Regions from separate parts of the Sus scrofa genome. Here region 2 is linked to region 1. Evidence: chromatin contacts called from public targeted proximity ligation data. All regions are on one chromosome and are shown on one strand. The core of a region is the stretch at or near the end of the contact, and the rest is flanking DNA. Distances in the headings are between cores, read along the strand shown. Region 1 overlaps SLC8A1 (sodium/calcium exchanger 1). Region 2 has its middle 250 kb from the start of THUMPD2.

Evidence for each region.
Region 2: a targeted proximity ligation map of alveolar macrophages shows a contact between it and region 1. A contact is called at or near these places in 1 of 47 Hi-C or Micro-C datasets (embryonic fibroblasts) and 1 of 2 datasets of targeted methods (alveolar macrophages).

Annotation. Positions count from the first base shown.
Region 1 is chr3:99,956,599-99,961,038 of Sscrofa11.1, forward strand. All of the region lies in intron 3 of SLC8A1 (sodium/calcium exchanger 1), which reads left to right. Among named protein-coding and RNA genes, the nearest start is that of SLC8A1, 140 kb to the left of the region's middle.
Region 2 is chr3:100,303,110-100,307,549 of Sscrofa11.1, forward strand. No RefSeq gene overlaps it. Among named protein-coding and RNA genes, the nearest start is that of THUMPD2, 250 kb to the right of the region's middle.

The sequences.
Region 1 (4,440 bases), core at 1,348-3,847:
GGGAGTGGGATAGACTGGGAGTTTGGGGTTAGTAGATGCAAACTATTCCATTTAGAGTGGATGAACAATGAGGTCCTGCTGTACAGCACAGGGAACTGTATCCAATCCTTGAGATAGAGCATGATGGGAGATAATATGAGAAAAAGAGTGTATATATGTGTGTGTGTGTGTGTGTGTGTGTGTGTGTGTGTGTGTGTGTGTGTGTGAGAGACTAGGTCACTTTGCTGTACCACAGAAAGTGGCTTAACGTTGTAAATAAACTATAATTTAAAAAAAAAAGAAGAAGAAAAGAAAATACAAGTCTATGCTTGAGCTCCAAATGCTTGGGCAAAGAGCCTGAAATGAAGTAAACTGGACCCATTTCAGAAGTGGAGCTGAGGGACCACTAGTATCATACTTAGAAATCCTTGAACCTTGGGCACAATTTGGCCAAAAAGAGATCTTTTCCAACTGTTACCCCCTTGCAACAAATTTATCTGAAACTTGGAGCAGAGGAAGGACAGAGAGTTTTACTTCTCTCAAGTCAGAAAATGATATTTAGGTGGAACTCTTAGGAGTGATTGCAAATGACTCCTAGTGTGTTAAGCGAAAAGACTAGGTAAAATGCCCTGAATTTTGTATCATTTAAGTATTGGGATTAAATTCCTTAATCTATCAAGTTTAACTTCTCTGACTCTCCATTTCTTTAATTTGTAAAGTGGAAATGATAATTGTAGGACAGCCTTAATAATGTTGTTAGTAGCGAAGTTGTCGTAATTAAATAAAGAAGACAAGTGTGCAAGTGTTTTGTAAATTGTAAAACACCGAAGTTCGAATTAATTTCTTGAAATACTGACCAAGAATAGAATGCAGGCTTTCTTTGCTTCCATTGGAACATATTTATAGGATCAGGGTACTTTGTAAATTGAACGTATTTTGTTACTCTATCAGAGTTCAACACACTTTAGCAAGAAGCTCGAGTTAGTCTGATAAGATACCTAAGGCATACAATTTTCACCCGGAGATTGTGTTTGACTCAGAAATAGTTTAGGCTGTTAATTATATAGGAAAAAGCAAAGTCGCTTCAAAAACAACAGGAGGCCAGTGAAGCCTTCTCAGGAGTTTGAGGTGAAATGAAGGGGAAAAGAGAAAAGAGACATTTGAGAGCCTCTTGGAGAGAAGTTGTTAGCAGGGAGGGTGTGCTGGAAGGAAAGCTGGAAATGCAAATTGATTTCTTATGGATCCGGTGTCCTGTCCTCTGTTTAACCTGTGGGAACATGTCTGAACCTCAAGAACTCACCCACCTATGCTCTGGTTCTAGAACTAACTCTGAAAGATTTATCATTCCTGCCCATGCAGTGACTCAGTGATAAGCACAGAGGAAAGAAGCCTTTTTTCTTAATTTTAATATGTATTATATTGCTGTTGAGTCTGTTGCCCAGACTTAACATCCAGAATTTATAAATGTGCAGCTGTTAGAATACCATATCTCTCCATGACATATTTTCTAAGACTGCCAGGCATCCCATAAAGTTTAATGGTTATCTCAACTTTTTTACCTCTTTGTGGTCTTTATTTCATAGAGCTTTATCCTTAAACATATATCACAAAGATACAAACCAAAGGGAAAATTTCAAACTATTTCTTTCATGTTTCTAACCAGTGGTTTGCCTCATTCCTTTTCTACCCCATCAGCAAATAAAGAAAAATTCCTTCTCATGGTATTCAGCTCACAAAATATGCTGCCAAGCTTAACCCACAGCTGACTCCCCAGATTGGCTCCAGTCAATGGCTCTACAATTTAGCTGGAAAGACATTTATAAGAGCTGCTAAAGAGAATTCAAATGGACTGGCCAGGATTTTGTTTCCGGCCTATTCCATGGTATTGGTGTTGACACATATTGATAAGCCAGAGATAGAAGAACAGAGGCTGTGAGGCTGGCTAAGCCATGACCCAATAAGCATTACTTAATCAAGTGAGATTTGATGGGAGTAGAGTGAAATATCCCAAGAGAACTGATGGCTGGAAAATAAGTCAAAGCCCTAAGATATAGCATTGCCAAGACGATCTGTTTTTTCTTAAAATGAAGCTCTTGAAGCTCATGCACATTAATAATTAAGAGATTATGTGCTGATCCTTCTGTTCCCAGCTTAATGCTTTATGTCCTCAGCTAATGGTTGTCACGTAGTTGTTCTCTCCCTGAGGTGGAGGTGGCAGACACAGCTGTAACAACCATCTTCCATGATGACAATGTGAGGGTGGTAAGAACAGTAATAATAGAAAATGTTTCTCAAGTTTAATAAAAAAGGAAGAGGATTATCCTGGAACTGGCACATCCTACTTCTTCCCAACAAAATTCAGTGTCAGAATATTAACATTAATTAGGTTATATTCCTATAACAACTAGTGTATTAATAAGTAATGTTTAAGTAATATTACATAGATTTTAGGACGAAGTTGGGACCAATATAAGGATCTGAATTTTGGGTCTTGAAAAATCTCCAAGTGCCTAATAAGGAAGTGGGGAACCTGGCTTGACACCAGTTCCTGTAAACAGGATATGGGGTTTTTGTTGCCTCCAAGCTTCATGTGAGTCAGTGGTGTAATGTGTCTGTGAACAAAGCTGGTGTAACCATAGACTGCATCTTAGCAGAAGTAATGTATCCAGATCTTTAGATGTCCTCATCTCCCTACTCTTAGTATTAAGTGTATCACAACTTGAGTATTCAATTCCAGTTTGGACCTGCATGTTTAGATGTCATAGATAATCTAGAGGCGTCTAGATGAGATGGTGAACAATTATGGCAGAGTGGCACAGACTGATAGCATACATCCATTTGCCTTAATTGAGAGTGGGTGGGTGGTTTCCAACAGGATAAGGGAAAGACTTACTGAGCAATTCGGTAAATTGCATTTCCATTGGAAGAAGCCATTACCAATACTGATCAGAAATCAATAGAGCAGGGACAGAAATGGGGCTGGACTGCTATGTCAAGAAACCGTAAGAGTTCCCTGGTGACACAATAGGTTGAGGATCTGGTGTTGTGACTACTGTGGCTTAGGACACTGCTGTGGTATGGATTTGATCCCTTGCCCAGGAACTTCCACATGCTACAGGTGTAGTGAAAAAAAAAAAAAAAAGTCAGTAAAGGAAGAGGGGACATGTGGGTAGTATGAATGCAAAGGGAAAAGCCAAGGTTAGAGCTGGATGTTAGAGTTGTTAACAGTGTAATGTCAGAGAAGGTAAGCCAGGGTCAAAGACAGGAAACTCAAGGTTGTCTGGAAGACACAGACAGGAGACTGAGCTATAGACTCAACATTTGATGTCCCAGGAAGTAAATGGAGGCAGAGACTAGGAGGAGGAACCAAGTATGCCAGAAGTAGCATCTCAGAAGCCAAACCAGGTGAGAGAGCTGGGACTGTTGATCTTATGTGGTATCATCTGCTTGGTTAAGTGAGAATTGGTATGTGCTTTTACCCTATGAAAGCTTGTGTCTGGGGGCCAGCACGATAGCAGAGGGCTTGGCTCTGCAGTAAAGCCTTACCATTCTACCAGTTTGGTTTTCTGAAAAATCCCTATGAAATCACCTAGAATCATGGTAATTCATCTGTCTTCTTTGACCACCTTCAAACCCTTGAAAATCGGATCCCAAAGGTTAATTCTGGTGGAATCGCAAGACGTTTGATTTTAATGTGTGTAACCTCAAACTGACAGATGAAGTCCTTTTAAGAGGACTTTAGATTGATTAAACTTGTTAATTACTGTCATTGGATTTCCTCCACGCTCTTTTTTTTTTTTTAATTCCTTGGCAATGACAAAATATGCCTAAAATGAAAACTACATTTTAATCAACATTATCAATGCCATTTATTTTTTAAAAACAAGCCTAACAATACACGGAAATAATGTTCTGGAGAGATCATAGTTCTGTATGAAGCACTTATGAATAATGAAAAAGATACTGGAATTCAGGGACAAAAAAAAGACCTAATTTTTTGGTTCTAGTAGTCCTACATCCCATCCAAATGACCTTGAGCAAGTTGCATAATCCTCGGTAAACCTGTTGTCTCATCTATATAATGAAGATCATCACATCTGCACAAGAGTGTATCTGGTGAGGATAAAACTAGGGAATAAACATGACAATTAACATTTATTCCACACTTTATAATTTATAAAGCCTTTCTGACGTTTATTATTCCATTTGATCTTCATAACAGCTTTGTGAGACCATTTTCATTATTGTGGGTTTTATATTTATTTTTCTGACGAAGTAACTTCCCCCCAGATCCCATATTGGCAAAACTGGGACTCATTTAACTTGCACCACATAAACATTTATTTTATGACTCGTATGTGCCAAAACTATTTGAAGAAGCACTGGCAACTGTAATAATAATGAAACTGAAAGCTAGCATTTATTGGGTGCTTCCCATAAGTTGCTCTAAGTATATATGTG
Region 2 (4,440 bases), core at 1,367-3,866, 350 kb after region 1:
GTGCTGTGTGCAACTTCATGGCAACAATGTGGGAAATTTAAGCCTCATACATTTGATTACTGCTCTCATTAAATAAACATATATTGATTTAACAAATAACTTTCTCAATATTTTATTTACTTGACCCAACAAATAACTTCCCCGATATTTAGATGAATAACTGACTCTGAATATAAACAAAGAACGTGGACGTTGAAATTACTTGGGAGTACTTCTATGCTTATATTAATTTTCTGTTAGGTTTAAACATCACTAGGCAAACTTGTCATCAAAAAGCTATTGCTTGGGGTTTGTTTGCAGCCCAGCAGTTTAAGGATCCAGCATTGTCACTGCAGCAGCTTGGATTGCTACTGTGGTGTGGGTGCAATTGTTGGCCTGGGAACTTTTGCATGCTGTAGATGTAGCCAAAAAAAATTAAAAGCTATTGTTTTTTGAACATTTATTATGTACCAGACAGTATTCTGAGTACGTCCCATTGGTTGTCTCCTTGCAACTCTGTGAGTATGGTACTATTATAGATAAGAAAAAAACTGAAACTTAAAAGATTAGGCATTTTTTTTTAAGGTCAAACATCTGGGGAGTAGCAGTGCATGGAATGGAACCTAGTAAACCTGATACTAGAATTGGGCATTATAATTACATTATGGCTTATCCATTAATTTAGAATATCCTCTAGTTAAAAAATAACCCCCAAATCTTAGATAACAGAGCCCAATTTGACAAAGCAATTCTCCAGGGCAATTGCTACAGAAAGTGACCCCTGTGGTCCAGGTTGCTTCCATCTTTGCAGCTCTGTCATCTGAAGCTATGTAGCTTCTGCAGGCACTGTGGCAGAGAGAGAGCTAGAGAGCTGCACGCCGGCTTGGATGTCATTTTTGCTCACAGCTCCTCACTCAGACTAAACACACAGCCACAACCTAGCTACAAGGGAAGCCAGAGAACATCTTCCAGAGTGCTGGAGAGAAATGAAATAGGATTTGGGGTGTCTGACATAATGCTCTGGACCATCAGCTTGAAAATTCTTGAAGAGGCAGTTTTTTATACAATACGTAACTTTACTCAACAGAATGCCTTTTTGGAAGGGCACTATCTGTATCTAGAAGAACTATTTCCTTGAGGAAATTGAGAGAGAACATAAGATAGCCAAGGGCCTGAGCGAGTTCCAAAATGTTATTAGCAACTCGTAATGAAATAAAAAGCAGAGAAATTTGTTTTTCTTCTTAGAAGGATGATCAAGAACAGAGAATATATTTAACACTGAATCAGAGTAAACACCAGCCTGAAGAGCCAGTGCAGCTGATGGAGCCTATTTTTGCTGTAAGAGGAAAGGCGAGATATAAGAAAAGGAAAGATAGTGTAAGCATGAGGCCAAAGGCTAATGTGATTTCTCCCCAAGATCCCAGTCTTTAGTAAAATTGACCAGATGAAATAAGTGATTTTTATTGTTTGTGGAAAATGTTGAAAGAGCAAAGGAGCACACGTGGGTTGATGTGAGCTGCATCAGAAGCAGTAGATTCGACTCAGGACCTAGAAGTCAAGGAGGCCACAGGGAAGTAACCCCCTGGCAATCAACTGAATCTAGAATTTGAATCCTCATTTTGCTTTACTTATTTTTTTTTTTTTTGTCTTTTGCAAATGAAAGAGCTTTAATGACCACACAGAAGAGTAAGTTTCTCTTGTTGTTGGGTGAACCTCTAAATCACATTAACTTTAATTCCTAAATCATTTTCCAAGTTTTAGGATTACCCAACACACTGCAACTTTTGGTTGGTCCTGAGGCAGGGTGCCACTTTCACTATTTTTTTTTAATTATATATATACTTTTTCTCACATCATGAGCCCACATCCACAGGAATGATGGTATAATCCAGTCATTTTCTGGGGATCCCAGCCTCCTTGTGGTTTTGGAAAAGTTCCAGAACATTGTGCAAAGCCAAGCAGCAGGGAGCTCCCTTAGGTCACTGGTAATCACTGTTCATCCACACTGGTGAGTCACTCCATCCCCAGATGCCACTGCCCCAGCAGGCTTGAGGCCTTCTGAAGGGTGAATCTGTTTCTTCTATGCCTCATGTGGGGTTCTGGAAGCAGGGCAGGCCTTAAAGTCCTTGTGCCTAAGGTCCAGTCTTTCTGGGGTACCAAGGAGTTGCTTTTCTAGGAACCCTCCAATATTGGGTTGAATCTCTTTCTTCTCTCTTGCCACTGTCAGAGTGCTATGGACCAAATGTTTGTGTCTCCTCAAAATTCCTCCTTTAAACCCTAATGTGATGGCAATAGGAGGAGGGGCCTTTGGGAGGTGAATAGGTCATGAGGATGGAGCCCTCATGAATGGGATTAGTGCCCTTATTTTGTGCAGCATTGGTGGTGTAGTGGTGAGTATAGCCACCAACAAAAAAGAGTCCAAGAGAGCTCTCTGCCCTCTGCAATGTGAGAATACAAGATGTTAGCATTCTGCAACCCAGAAAAGAGACCCCAACCATGCTGGCACCCTGAACTTGTACTTCCAGGCTCTAGAACTATGATAAATAATTTGCTGTAGTTTATAAGACACTCAGTCTTTGGTATTCTGCTACAGCAGCCCAAACTGACTAAGCCACTGGGGCTCCCTGATTTCCCCTGTCCCTCAGAACACCCAGAATAATTTCTGTAGCATTCTTACAAAAGACAGGAAGATGCACAACGTCATGTGCTATCTACTTTCAGTTCTTCAAAACTCCCCGAAACACATAAATACTAAGTAAATACTTAAGGATAGAGCTGCATTGAATGGTGAATAAAAACAAAGTAAAATTTCAAAACAACGCAAAACCCTACCTATATACATGCATAGAAAACACACACATACAATGAAAAAAAACCTCTTTTTTTTTGGTGGGAAATACACCAAAATGATGACAGTATCTCTGAGAAGTGAGATTAAAGAATTTTATTTTCTCTGTTTTCCAAACTTTCTGTGGTAAATACATGCAACTGCTGCAACAAATCAAGAGCAATCTCCAGTGTGGTCCTGGCACAAAAATAGACATATAGATCAATGGAATAGAATAGAGAACCCAGTTATAAGCCCAGACACCTATAGTCAATTAACCTCCAACAGTGGATGCAAGAATATAAAATGGGGAAAAGACAGTCTCTTCAACAAGTGGTGCTGATAAAATTGGACAGCTGCATATAAGTCAATGAAACTAGAACACACACTCACACCATGCACAAAAATAAACTCAAAATGGCTTAAAGACTTAAACATAAGACAAGACACCATAAAGTTTCTAGAAGATAACATAGGTAAAACATTCTCTGACATCAACCATACAAATGTTTTCTTAGGTCAGTCTCCCAAGGCAACAGAAATAAAAACAAAAATAAACCAATGGGACCTATATAAACTACAAGTTTTTCACAGCAAAGGAAACCATAAAAAAAAAAAAGAAAAGAAATTGTACAGAATGGGAGAAAATAGTTGCAAATGGTTCAACTGATAAGGGATTAATCTCCAAAATATACAAACAACTCATACAACTCAACAGCCAAAAAAAATTGAAAAAAATGGGCAGAAAACCTAAGCAGACATTTCTCTGTCAGAACTGCCATCATTAGTAAGTCTACAAATAACAAATGCTGGAGAGGGTGTGAGAAAAGGGAACCCTTCTACCCTCCCACACTGTTGGTGGGAATGTAAATTGGTACAAGCACTATGGAAAACAGTATGGAGTTTCCTCAGAAAACTAAATATAGAACTACCATATAATCCAACAATCCCACTCCTGGACATATATCCAGACAAAGCTTTCATTCAAAAAGATACATGCAACCCTATGTTCATCGTAACACTATTCACAATAGCCTAAACATAGAAACAACCTAAATGTCCATCAACAGATGAATGAATTAGGAAGATGTGGTGCATATATACAATGGAATACTACTCAATTATAAAAAGGATAAAATTATGTCATTTTCGGAAACATGGATGGAACTAGAGATTCTCAAACTAATTGAAGTCAGAAAGAGAACAACAAATACTATATTAAATCACTTACATCTAGAATCTAATATATGGCACAAATTAACCTATATACAGAAAAGAAACAAACTCATGGACATGGAAAACAGACTTATGGTTGCCAAGAGGGAGTGGGAGGGAGTGGGATGGACTGGTGGGGTTAGATGCAAACTGTTACATTTGGAACATATAGGCAATGAGGTCCTACTATACAGCACAGGGAACATGTCCAATCTCTTAGGTGAGAACACATGGAAGATAGTATGAAAAAAAGGAATATACCTATATGTGTGACTGGGTCACTTTGCTGTACAACAGAAATTGAAGGAACATTGTAAATCAACTATACTTTAAAAAAATTTTTAATCAAAAGTAAAAGAAAAAACAAGAGTCACTTCCTCTATCTATCCCCTCTAGAACAGTCACATCATTGCCACCAG